Regions from separate parts of the Ovis aries genome. Here region 1 is linked to region 2. A link is a contact called in public Hi-C data. All regions are on one chromosome and are shown on one strand. The core of a region is the stretch at or near the end of the contact, and the rest is flanking DNA. Distances in the headings are between cores, read along the strand shown.

Region 1 (6,722 bases), core at 3,986-6,485, 280 kb before region 2:
CAAAATGGGAAAACTGAAATCCAGAGGAATAAAACAATTAGTCAATGTTTCAAAAGAAATGATTTTGAAAAAGTATTCATTAAGCATCAATTTTTAATGTAACAACAAAAAAGATAAGTCAATGTGGGCTGTGATCAACAGGTACTTACTATGTAAAAGGATAATCCACAGAAATTACAAAGCCTAGGGGGAAAAAAAAACATATTCCTAAAATAGTTCATGTTCTGCAGAAATCATTTGATTTTCAAAACAATCCAATGAATTGGCTAAATCAGCTATTTGGTTAATGATTAATGTTGATAAATGTATCACTTTATATTGTATGACTCCCACTCAGATAAAAATTTCTGCTCTTTCCTTTGATCCCAACTCACTACGACCCTATTAACTTATGATTCAGAAATTCCTGTCTCCACTTTCTCACTCAAATATTGATTCTTCAACCTGCTTCAGTATGTCCAGCCTTATTACTCTACTGACCTCCATTTTACTAATTTCAATAGATACTTTTTTGTCTTCATCTTTCTAAACATTCCAGTGGCATTTCATGCATATTACCACCTCTTTCTTCTGAAAACTGTCTCTTCTCCTGGCTTCCATGACACTATGAATTCCTAGAATTTATTCAGAATTACTCGCTGCTTTTAGTTTCTTTTGCCAAATACTTCCCAGTTCCTTGGAGTGTAAGAATCTTGGGAATTTTTTCCCAGCCATTTGCTCTTCTCTAGCTATACTTTTACCTTAGTTATCTCATTCAGTCCAATGAGTTTTAAGGATACCCATGTGTAGATACCCAAACTTGTATCTACAGCCCTAACCACCCTACCCCCAAACTCCAGACTCATATTCCCAACTGCCTACTAGACAACTCTGAATGTTTAATAAAATTTCAAACTCAAAAAATCTAAAATGCTACTTCCCTCCCAACAACAACAACAGAATCTAGGTAGTCTTCCAGTTTTCACTACCTCAATAGGTTTTATTACCAATTATCCATTGCTCACAACAAAAGTTCAGAGCACTCTTAGATTCTTCTCTTTTCATCACTTTCTCATACCTAATCTCTCCAAGTCTTATAAAAACTCTAACTTCTTAATATTTTCAGATCTGTGCACCTATTTCTATATCCACTCCTGGCACCCCACTTTAAGAAATGTTTGAAGGTCAGACTCTGGAGCTCCTTCCCTTACTAGCTGTATGGGCAAGTCATTTAACTTCTCTGTGCCTAGTTTCCTCATCTATAAAATGGTCTATCTTATAGGATTTATAGGGTTGTGAAAATTAATCAGTCAATATACATAGACTACTCACAAAAAAATGTAAGATTTAGATTAGGACCAGGTAGCTCTTTTTTTTATTTTGCTTAAACTGAAAAAATTAACATTATTCTGAAGATCTTAACAGAATCCAGAGTCTACACAAAATATTATCCATATGTCCAGGATACAATCCAAAATTACTTTATACACAAAGAAACAGAAAAATACAAACAAAATTCAAAAGGGAAGGCAATCAATGGAGACCGATCCTGAAATGAACCAGATACTCAAATTAATAGACAATGATTTTAAAGTAGCTATTACAATTCACATAATATTACAATGAAAAATATCTACATAATGAACATTATGTGTGGATCACAACAAACTGTGGAAAATTCTTAAAGAGATAGGAATACCAGACCACCTTATCTGCCTCCTGAGAAATCTGTATGCAGGTCAAGAAGCAATAGTTAAAACCAAACATAGAACAACATACTGGTTCAAAATTGGGAAAGGATGGCATCAAGGCTGCATATTGTCATTCTGTTCATTTAACTTATATTCAGAGTACATCATGGAGAAGGCAATGGCACCCCACTCCAGTACTCTTGCCTAGAAAATCCCATGGATGGAGGAGCCTGGTAGGCTGAGGTCCATGGGGTCGCTAAGAGTCAGACACGACTGAGCGACTTCACTTTCACTTTTCACTTTCATGCATTGGAGAAGGAAATGGCAACCCACTCCAGTGTTCTTCCCTGGAGAATCCCAGGGACAGGGGAGCCTGGTGGGCTGACATCTATGGGGTCACACAGAGTGACTTAGCAGCAGCAGAGTACATCATGAGAAATGCGAGGCTGGATGAAGTACAAGCTGGAATCAAGGTTGCCGGGAGAAATATCAATAACCTCAGATATGCAGATAGCAAAGAGGAACTAAAGAGCCTCTTGATGAAAGTGAAAGAGGAGAGTGAAAAAGTTGGCTTAAAACTCAACATTCAAAAAACGAAGGTCATGGCATCCAGTCCCATCATTTCATGGCAAATAGATGGGGAAACAATGGAAACAGTGAGAGACTATTTTCTTGGGCTCCAAAATCACTGTGGATGATGACTGCAGCCATGAGATTAAAAGATGCTTACTCCTTGGAAGAAAAGCTATGACAAACCTAGAGAGTGTATTACAAAGCAGAGACATTACTTTGTCGACATAGTCAGAGCTATGGTTTTTCCAGGAGTCACGTATGGATGTGAGAGTTGGACCATAAAGAAGGCTGAGCACTGAAGAATTGATGCTTTTGAACAGTGGTCTTGGAGAAGACTCTTGAGAGTTGCTTGGACAGCAAGGAGATCAAACCAGTCAGTCCTAAAGGAAATCAGTCCTGAATATTCACTGGAAAGACTGATGCTGAAGTTCCAATACTTTGGCCACCTAATGCGAAGAGCTGACTCATTGGAAAAGACCCTGATGCTGGGAAAGACTGAGGGCAGGAGGAGAAGGGGACGACAGAGGATGAGATGATTGGATGGTATCACTGACTCAATGGACATGAGTTTGAGCTAGTTCTGGGAGAGAGTGAAGGACAGGGAAGCCTGGCATGCTGCAGTCCATGGGGTTGCAAAGAGTTGGACATGACTGAGTGACTTAACAACAAATGAATAAAAAAAGAACAACACAGGAAAATCTGGCAGAGAAACATAAACTAACAGAATCCCGAAAGAAGTTTTCAAACTGAAAAATAAACAACTGTGAAGTTTTAAAATCACTGAATGTAATTAATAGCAGATTGAAGATGACAAACCTAAGTGAACTTGAAGATAGTTCAGTAGATTATCCATTCTGAATAAAACAGAGGGAAAAAAGATTGAAAAATGTTTACGAAGCCTTGGCGACCTATGAAATAATATTAAAAGTCTCATAAAATATGACTGGGATCCCCAAAGAAAAGGGCATACACAGTTATACTTATTTGACAAATGAATCAAAGAGTATATTTAAATTTATGCATTACAAATATGTATGTTTTATCACAAAGGAAAAAAGGAATCATAAAAAAATATGGCTTCTGAGTTAAGTTTATTCATGCTTCTGTGCTTATGAGTTGTGTATGCACTTACTTTGAAATGCATCAAAAAAATAAGATGGCCTGATAGAGCAAAGATTAGGGGAACACATATGTGACAAAGCAAGAATAGTAAAAGGTTAATTTTAGAATCTTTGAGGTAGGTATATAGTGCAACACTATAATTTTTTCTAGTTTTCTGCATTTTTATAATAAAGTGATGGAAATACAAACATTAAGCAAAACATTTTCAGTGTCTTTTTTATCCAAATCTTACCGAAAATAATTATAAAAAAATTTCTAGGGACTTTCTTCATGGTCCTATGGTTAAGAATCTGCCTTGTAATGCAGGGGACACAGGTTGGATCCCTGGTGAGCAACTAAGATCCCACATGCCTCAGAGCAACTAAGCCCGTGAGCCACAACTACAGAGCCCATGTACCCCAACTAGAGAGTCTGCGCACTGCAAGGAAAGACGCTGCCATGATGCCGTGAAGATCCTGCCTGCCACAGCTAAGACCTGACACGGCCAAATAAACATCTGTTTAAAGAACGTAAGCGCTCTAGACACATTATTTATTATTTGAGCTACTTTTACCTTTTCTGGATCATTGTAATAGTCTCCTAGCTGATCTCTTCACTTTCTCCCTCTCAATTCATTCTTCATTTAGCAGCCAGAATGACACTATAAATATGTAAATCTGGACATGTAGATTCTGTTGTTTAAAATACGTTAATGGTTTCTCTTGCTCTTAGAATAAAATGTAACCTCCTGTTAGCCTACAAGGCCTGCCTCCATGGAGTGTCTGTTATTTGACCACCAGGCTCTTTCCCATTGGCAGGCTTTGTGTGTGCTGTCCCATCTGCCTGTAATGACTTTCCCCCAGCCCTTTAGTGACTGACCAATTTTCACTCTTTAGCTCCATCTCATGATCATTTTTATTTCCTTCATAGCACTTGTCACAATTTGTCATTACCTAGTTTTCTATTTATTTGTGTATCATCTATATTCTCAGCTAGAGCTCATAAAAGTAAAAGACTTCATTCGTGTTCCTTGTTGTCTTCCTGTCTCTGATTAGACATTACATATTTTGCCTGATAGCTCAAATTTACTGAACTGCAAATCTATGACTCAAACCCAGTTGTCACGTGGTTTCTCTCATGATACCAATTGGATAGGGAGATACTACACTGCATGATTTCTATCCTCCTAACTCTTGGAATTTACCTAGAGTGTCAAGTCTGCTGCTGCTGCTGCTGCTGCTAAGTCTAGAAAAGATCAAACACAGAATCCAAGTGACAATTAGTTCCAAGCTTCAGAAAACTCCCCACACTTCATGCTTCTCCTTTGAGAATTTTTCCATATTTTCCTTTGAGAATCCAGACTCAGCATCATAAGGATTTATCATGTCCTTGACATGGAATGATTTACGCTATTTCGCTCCCTATATCTCTCTATTCCCTACTATTGCTACACCATTCTAACCACCTATGTCCTTTGTCAAGACTATGACAATCAGGGACTTCCTTGGTGTCCCTGTGGCTAAGACTCTCTGCTCCCAATGCAGGGGGCCTAGGTTCGAGCCCTGGTCAAGGAACTAGATCCTGCATGGCAAATTTTAAAAAAAGACTAGAAAAATCAAGTAGCCCCCCTTGTTATCTGCACTGCAGCCAAGATATCCTTGTGAAACAGAAATCTAATTGTGCTCTTTCCTTACTCCAAACCTACAGCTGTCTTGGATGAAATCCAGTTTCAGTAGCCTCTCTTTCAAGACTCCTCAGAAGAGGTAGGTAGACACCTCTCAACCTCTGCAAGTCCGTTTCTTGTTACTTCTCTCCCTGAACTTTAACATTTCAGTTCTTTGAACGCCCATGACTCTCTCTCCCTGTTGACTAATTCTCTTGTCCAGAGCATGGCGCTACCTGCTTTTTGATTGACTTCCTCCTGCTCAGCCTCAGGTTTCAGCTCAGGCATCGCTTCCTCTGTGAGGGCTTCTCTCACACCCTCCCCCACCTCACCACCACAGCTCATGTGTTTACACTGCAGGTTCCCACGCTCTTGTTTTCTTCCTCTACCATAACACTTCTTATATTATTTATATTTTCTTTTAAAATTGTCTTCCTTTACTGTTCTATAATAAGCTTCCTGAAGCCAGAAATCCTATCTATCCTATCCTGTCTTCCTATTATATGCCCAATGACTTGTACATGCTAAATGGTTAGTGAATATTTATTGGCTAGCTGGCTGGCTGGCTGGACAGAAAGACAGGTCACAGTACTTGGAAATGTCTCCAAAATAATCATACAAACTCCAGCTGGATTGCTCCACTTATAGATAGGAAATCATAGTCAGAAGGCAGAGGTTGACTGGTGGCAGACATTGGTGGACAGAGGGGAGCTGCCCCATTTTGGTTGCAATGTCCAATCCAAATAATAGCTAGCCAGTTTCTTCTAATTGAGAGAGTTTACATGGTTATTTTGGAGAACCAATTGCTACAAAGAACAGACAGACATTCTACTAAGGTTTCAAGTTTCAACTAATAATTCAGAAGGATAAAGGGCAAGAGACCAGGAACATTTTAAAAAAATCAATTTCAAAGACTCTCACATAGCAACAGTAGAAATTCATTGTGTGTGTGTGTGTGTGTGTGTGCACACGCTCAGTCACTCAGTCATGTCTGACTCTTTGCAAACCCATGGACTGCAGCCTGCCAGGTTCCTCTGTCCTTGGGATTCTCCAGGCAAGAATACTGGAGCAGGTTGGCATTTCCTCCTCCAGGACATCTTCCTGACCCAGGATCGAACCCACGTATCTTGCATCTCCTGCATTGGCAGGTGGATACTTTGCACCACCTGGGAAGCCCCTAGTAATTCAGAATCAGGTATATTTGCCTGCCATTATTTATAGGGGACTAATTTTATGTAGGGTGTCTTGAGTTACACAGCTTTTGCTGTACTTTTCACAATCCCCACTCAGAATTCTGACCTAGTTTGCCTCCTAACTGCTGCTCATCAAAGCAGGTAGTTTCCAGGATTGATGGCAGCCTTGAGAAGACAGGCAGAGAGCATGTTATGATCAACAATACAAGCATCTTTAAAAAAAAAAAAAAAAGCACAGTACAAACTCTCCTCCTTGGAAGAGCTATTTCTAAGTTTTTCTTCCCTACTGCCAAAGAAAAAATATAATCATAATGGAGTCATTATAAATTTGAGAGTTGGGACCTTATGACATATATTAGTCTCTTGTCATGACCAGCATCCCAGTGACAAAATTTCTGTGCAAGTACAAGCTATGGCAGTTCTCAGACTTTCGCTAAATGTTCAGTCAACCTCCTGACACTCTCTTCAAGGACCTGGTTAATGAAAACAAGGTCCCTAACTGAAAACACAGTTTTAATATTT
Region 2 (7,135 bases), core at 4,154-6,653:
GGCCTAGCGGGCTACAATACATGCGGCTGCAAAGGTCAAACAGGACTGAGCTGACTTTCACTTCACTTCATAGCTAATTAACAATGTTGCTATAGTTTCAGGTAGCAGCAGCAACTGGCCGCACATATACATGTATCCATTCTCCCCAAAACTCCCCTCCCATCCAGACTGCCACATAACATTAAGCAGAGTTCTCTGTGCTATACAGTAGATTCTTGTTGGTTATCCATTTTAAATATAGCAGTGTGTACATGTCCATCCCAAACTCCCTAACTACCCCTTCCCTCCCTTCTTCCCCACTCTGGCAACCATAAATTCCTTCTCTCAGTTTGTAAGCCTGTTTCTATTTTGTAAATAAGTTCATTTGTATCATGTCTTTTTAGAGTCTGCATATAAAGGATATAATACAATGTTTCTGCTTCTCTGAATTGTGTGTGTCAGTCACTGAGTCATGTCCCACTCTGCAATGCCATGGACTGTAGCCCATCGGGCTACTCTGTCTATGGACTTCTCCAGGCAAGAATACTCTGATTTACTTCACTCAGTATCAGACATGGTGACCTTTGAGGTCATTGGTAGATTATGTTGCCATCATCTCTTTTCCCTCACATTTTCCTCTGTAGCAGGACATTAGAGATGATTGGGGAAGATAACATTTTACTTTATCTGTTCATTCTGTTTGCTAGGGTGCCAATTTTGAAGCATGGCTATGAGGAATTACTCTCGGGGGAGGAATTTTTAGATAACAACTTTATGACTCTTCAGTAATTTAGAAAGCTTAGTTCACAAGAATTTTGTAAAATTCCATCATTTTCTTATTGTACTTCACTCTGGTCTCCAGACAGTAGAAAACATGATAGAAAAGGGGAGAGCTGATGTTATATCCTCACTTCTCTATCCTTCCTGCCTTTTTTTTTGTAGAAGCCTCTTAACTTCATGTGTTAAGTGATCAGTTTACACTGGCAACAGTTGGCTGGCTAGTCCAGCTGAACTGTGTTGTATGACTTTCAGCCATCAGGTGTCAAGTTTTGTATCCAAACACAACAAAAGATCTTCTGGATCAAACTGTACAGATTTTGCTGTATGTTACCACTCTTTTGTTTATACATTTGATTTTAACATTTGTATTAAAAACTCAGCTTAGTATAAAGGCTACTTACTCTACACCTTGCTTATTTTCAGCAATCTCATTTTTTTTTTTTTTTAGGGTGTTTTGAATGAAGACTCAGAGAGCTTGTGAAGTTGCTCAGTCATGTCTGATTCTTTGCAACCCCATGCACTGTAGCCTACCAGGTTCCTCCATCCATGGGATTTTCCAGGCAAGAATACTGGAGTGGGTTGCCATTTCCTTCTCCAGGGGATCTTCCTGACCCAGGGATCAAACCTGGGTCTCCCACATTGTAGGCAGACCCTTTACCGTCCGAATCAGCAGAGAAGTCCAAAGCTTAGGTTGCACTTTGTAATTCAAGAGTTGAACATACGATTGTTGGCCACATAGTCCAAAGAGGTAAAGTGATCAGTTTGTCACAGAAAATATGTTTGAATGACATGAGAAGTTTTAATTCCTAAGAAACTGTTGAAAGAGAAAGAAACTATTCAGGGATTCTGGTCATTGGAAGAGGAGGCTAGAGTTGTTCTCAAAATTTTACCAGCGATGACTTCAGAAAACTAGCAAAAGGTCATTAGCAAAACAGCTTGGAAAATGTAATGGTCAATAAGGATAATGCAGAGCCAAAATATTTTGATTTTATAATCTCTGGATTATATATATTTCACACACACACAGACACACATATGTATATTTCTTGCCTGAAAAATCCCATGGACAGAGGAGCCTGGTAGGCAGGCTACAGTCCAAAGGTTCTCAAAGAACAGACATGACTGAGCAACTAAGCATTCTCTAAAATGGAATACTTAAAGCAGTTTTTTAGAGAGGCAAGTTCTCAATTTGTTATACATGGAAACACATAATAATTTCCAATGACCTTTTTTAATGGAAGTTTTAAGATTTTCCCTTGTGCTTCTGGTGGCTTTTATGACACTACCATTTTCTTGTTTCTGCTCTTAAGACACCACTAATATACCCTAAAAATATTTTCAAATGCCAAAAGTAAAGAAGAGAAAGAATTTGAGAGAAGAGCAGCATTACTTCAAGGGATGAGAGAAATATATGAAATAGACAAGTCAGTCACTCTGGCTACAGGAGAGACCAGTGGACTGGAGCGAACAAAGCACTGCTTTGCCAAGCCAGAAACTAGCAATAGTTTCCTGTTCAAAACAATTTTGATTAGACAAAGGGCATCTAGAAAATGTAGATAGCTGATCCAAAATAATGTAATGTGGAACAGAAATTTTAAAATAGAAACAGCTTTCCAATCTAAAATGAATGTTACAGTAAGACTCAGAAATTCAGGCAATTGCTAAGTTGTCATATTTAGTTAGATTAACATCTTATAATTAGCATGGCTAATAAATAAGAGAGGTAACTAATATCTGGAACAAAATGGAGCATGTATATATTCCAAGAAAAGGATTTTGTATCTGAAGTGCTTCCCAAACTTTAGTGTGGGTAAAAGTAGTTGAGATGCTTGTCAAATGTTGACTTCCAGGCCTCTATCCCAGAGAGTCTGGTTTAGCAGTTTTAGGATATAGCTTCTTGGTGGTGATCAGTCGTGGCCAAATCTCTGTGACCTCTGGGACTGTAGCCTACCAGGTTCCTCTGTCCATGGAATTTTCCAGGCAATAATACTGGAGTGGGTTGTCATTTCCTCCTCCAGAGGATCTACCTGACCCAGGGACTGAACCTGCATTTTTGTGTTTCCTGCATTGGCAGGTGGATTCTTTACCACTGTGATCTGGGAAGCCCAGGCTTTATTAACATTTGGAGTGGGATCATTTTCTTGTCGTGCTGGACTGTCCTGTGCATTGCAGGGTGTTTAGCAGCATTCTGAGTCTGTTAGATATCAGATACCTCTCTCCTGTCCCGTTTCCAGACACTGCCAAATGTCCCCTGAGGGGGAGGAAAAAAAATCATTCCTGGCCTTTGAGAATCACTTGCTTAGGGTAAAGCTTAGGAACCTGCATTTCTATTAAAACATCCAGGTTATTTTGATAAAATGTGGTGTGTGTGGACCAAATCTGGAGAAACGCTGAATTGAAGTGGTATGAGTTGAATTATGTCCCCTCCAAAATTTGTGTTAAAGTCCTAAACTTTAATATCTCAAAGTATGATCTTTTTTGGAACTGGTGACTTAGTTAAGATGAGGCCATACCAGGTTAGGGTGGGCCTCTAATCCTTATAAAAAGAGGACATTTGGACACAGAGACAGGCACATGGGGGAAAGGCCATGCAAAGACTAGAGCTCTTTTGCCACAAATCAAGGAATTACCAGAAGCCAGGAGAAGGGCTTGGAACAGATCCTTCTCAGGTGCCTACAGGGGAACCAGGACCCTACAAACACTGTGACTTTAGAAGTACAGACTGTGAGACAATAAATTTCTGTTGCTTAAGCATTCAGCTTGTGGTACTTTGTTATAGAAGCCCTAGCAAACTAACACATAAGGAACAAAACACAAGTGCAACATTTACAGCAGGATCAGAGAGGAGTAGAAAGACTGCAGGGAGCCACCAATTCCTAATTTATCGTTCTCAGTGCATGACATAAAATAGAAGTCAATAGTTTTCCTTTATATTAAACACTTAAAATATATCTTGTGTAATTAAAATATTGAGTGAAATCTTATAATTGGTTACTTTACCAGGCTGAAATTGCCCACTGCTAAATTTTCATCTGGATTATACAGTAACTGGATAGATAGGTTTAAACCTGGAGTTGCCTGGAGAACAAATGGAATGCATAAATTATGTTATTATTCATACAGAAGGTACTACACAAATGTGAAATTCCACATGAGGCAAAAACGCATTGATTGATCACACTGTAGCTTTAAGAAAGTGTTGGCTGTTTCAGGTCACAAAGGCACTATTTAGAGTAAAGCGAGAGGGACCATGTGTACAGCAGGCCACAGAGTCATGTGCCTACCTGAAGAGGGCAGTTCATACTCTCTCTGGAAGGATGAAGTCTATGGTATTAAAAGAAGGTAAAAGTATGTACTCTGTTTCATTTGCAATAAAAGTGAACACTGCTGACAATTATCTGAAGACAAAAACAAGAGCCCAGTGGCAAATGTCAGTCTTTTTCTCCTCTAGAAACATAAGAACCATACTAATAGATACCTTAGGTCCTCGTTTCCACCCACAATTGAATTGGAAACAAAAGTCTCCTTGCTTCAATATTTTAGCAATAAAAGTTGTAAAGCTTCTATTGCAGATGAAGGGCCCCTATATTTTTCTGCTCCCATAAGCGTACATGAAATAGTTAATGATAACCAGTAGTAGGAAGTGATGACTGATGACGAAGAGCTCCTAGAAATATCCTCTAAGCTCAGGGATCAGATACAAACAAGGCTAGGCCTAGATGGCTTAAGTGCCCTCGCCAAATCAGGATAAGCTAACACATTAACCTGGAAGCCTTTGCCAAACTCTTATACAAGTTTACCTCACAAAATCCCCTCACCTTCAATCTAGGAAACTTTCCAGTGTGCCCTTCAGAGTCACATGAAGTTGCTGTCAAGCGTCTCCCTTCCCCTTAACAGGTTCGCCTCCTGGGGGCAAGATGGGGTGGTGGAAATAAGGCTGCTATCTGTTCTCAAGGTTACTCTCTTTCTCCAAGAGGGCAAGTCCAGCAAAGAACTGACTCAGTATCTCTGAGAGAAGAGCTGCACTCAGACAAAAAAAGATCTCAGGGACGAAAAGCAGATGTAAACAGATTTTCACAGCAACGCTGATACAATACTATGTCTTCTCTGACCTCTCCAATGGTTTTCTCAAAAGTGACCGAATCCTCTCGCCCCTCTTTGTCAGCGAGCTTCTGTTGTTCCTCACAATCACCACGTTCTCTCCCCGCACACCACCACCCACAAAGGTGACGCGGACTGGCTGCTACAGACTCTTAGGTCCACTGTGGCCAGCTCCGGTCTAGGGCGGTTGCCTATAAGGACATTTGACGCCGAAAAAACCTAATCTCCCACGTCTGATCTGTCAAGCTATTGTGCCTCCAGGGACTGCAGAACAGGTGAGGGCGCCTGGAGGGAACCAGTTCCCCAACTGTCTGAAGCGGCGAAGAGAGGGTGCGGGGCTGAGGGAAAGGAGGGCCGACGGCGCGATAAGGGAGGCGGCGCGGCCGTAGCGCCCCCCTTTCAGGGATCACCTTGCGCTGACCTAGTTGAGCTGCGCAGGACGGAACCGCATAGGGCCGGGGAGAAGGGCGGGGCGGAGGGGGCGGGGCTATAGGTGGGCGGGGCCTCGAGGGCGATATTGCTGCGCTCGCAGGTCATTTGCCGGCTCTCCAGCCGGAAGCGTCGGGGAGGCGTTGGCGGCTGTGAAGACCGCGGCGAAGGCGGTTCACGTGGTGACGTGCTAGGGGGGTGCGGCGCGCGCGGGCCGCCGCGGCGGCAGTGTCTCCGGGAAGCGCGTGGAGGTCGGTCGTTCGGGGCTGCTGTGCAGAGTTTCGCTGCCTTCGGTTCCAGCGCGGCTGTGCCAGCGAGCGAGCGAGCGAGCGAGCGGGTCTCGGCGAATTCCCGGTGCGCTCCCGGCCTCACGTACTCCGCGGGGCTGTGCGCTCGTCCCCTCCTCGCTCGGTCGCTCCCTCCTTCGCGGCCTCGAGGCGCTTTCGGTTGGGCCGATTCCCGCCCGCTTCCTCCTGCTCCCTGTTGAAGATCCAGAGATGAGTTTTTTCATCTCTTCAGAGATGAACCAGGTAATCTGCGCTGATCCCACTGACGCAGCGGGGGAGGAAGGGCAGGGTGCAGCCAGACTCCGAGCTGACGGATGGAGCGGGCGGCTGGGGTTTTAGGGTGGGAAGCGCGGAGCGGTGCGGGGTCCCCAGGGTGCAAGTCCGCAAGTCGCCGCAGCCGCTGCTCTCTGTGGAAGACGAGCCGGCGCCGCGCGGCGCTGCCGTGGTTGTCCGGTCGCGTCAGCGGCCAAAGGCGGGTGGCTGGCCGCCTCGGAGAGCGCTGCGGCCGAAGAAGCAGGGCGGGAGGGACGGGAAGTTTTGGGTTGAGAGGGTCCTCGGGGGGCCTGGGTCAAGACCTTCCGGAAGGAGGGCGCGGGAATCTCCGTTTCTGCTGTCAGGAACCCCGCCTAGTGTGTGTGTGTGGGGTGTCTGCCCGGGGTCTGGATTCTCTCCCGTGAGCCCTCGCAGGACCCGGCGACTGTGGGCGGGGAGCCGGCCCAGGGCCCAGTCGGTGCTCCCGGGTCTGGGGTAGGGTGGCACCGCGCTCCCGATCGCCGTGGGCCGCGGGGTCCTTTGTTCCCGCTCCACGTTGCCCGCTTTTCTTGCCAAGCGCGGGGAGAAGGGGGCGGGAGGAGGGAGGGAGCTGCTGCCCTGACGTGTCGGCGCTGAATGACTGCGGGCCGGGCCAATCCCGGGCGGGAGTGTGCAGACGCTGGGCGCCTTGCCTCCCGGCCTTCGGAGTGGTCTCCGGCCGGGCCGCGCGAGGATGAAGGCCTGGGACTGCAGGGCTCTCCAGACAGTCACTCTGGGGCCCTCGCCGCTTTGTTTCCCATCTCCGCCGCACCCCCGCAACCCCCGCCCCCTCGCCAAAAAAAATATCAGCAGAGAGGTTTGTTCTTTTTCCGTCGTTCTGCGCTTTTTGCGTAGCGACTGGTTGTAAGCTCATGATGATGGTAAGAAGGTATCAGGCAGTAGGATCAGATTGAGGGTTAGCCCTAGGGAAACTTGAACCACAGATACTTTAGAAATTTTACTTTTTCCCCAATACAAATTAGATCTATTGTTTGAGGCCGCTGCCGTTTCAAAAACTTTGAGGCCTATTAAAGGATTTATTTTGTTACCCAATATCTGTTGTCAGTGATGGAGGGCTGGAACACGCTGGCATCAAGCTGTTCTTTGAGGACTGTGTGTGTGGTGACCTTCTGTCCACTAGTAAATAACAACTCGGCAAGCGTAGTACTACTATAAACAGTTCAAGTGTAGCAGGGACTAGACTGAGACAATATTTTCTTCCAATTATTCTAGCACTGGTGGTTAAGGAAAAGAAAATATTGAATAGC

Evidence for each region. A called contact is a pair of places that touch in the nucleus more often than the background predicts.
Region 1: a Hi-C map of muscle shows a contact between it and region 2, with 2.8 times the contacts expected there. The contact joins the enhancer-like site here to the promoter of IVNS1ABP in region 2. A contact is called at or near these places in 3 of 16 Hi-C or Micro-C datasets (blood and muscle).

Annotation. Positions count from the first base shown.
Region 1 is chr12:65,992,819-65,999,540 of ARS-UI_Ramb_v3.0, reverse strand. No RefSeq gene overlaps it. Among named protein-coding and RNA genes, the nearest start is that of HMCN1, 150 kb to the left of the region's middle. Within about 2 kb of position 5,235, at least 8 of the 54 cell types and tissues checked have an H3K27ac peak or open chromatin away from gene starts, as enhancers often do.
Region 2 is chr12:65,714,949-65,722,083 of ARS-UI_Ramb_v3.0, reverse strand. IVNS1ABP (influenza virus NS1A binding protein) reads left to right here and starts at 5,403. Exons shown (of 14, transcript XM_060396701.1): 1 at 5,403-5,819.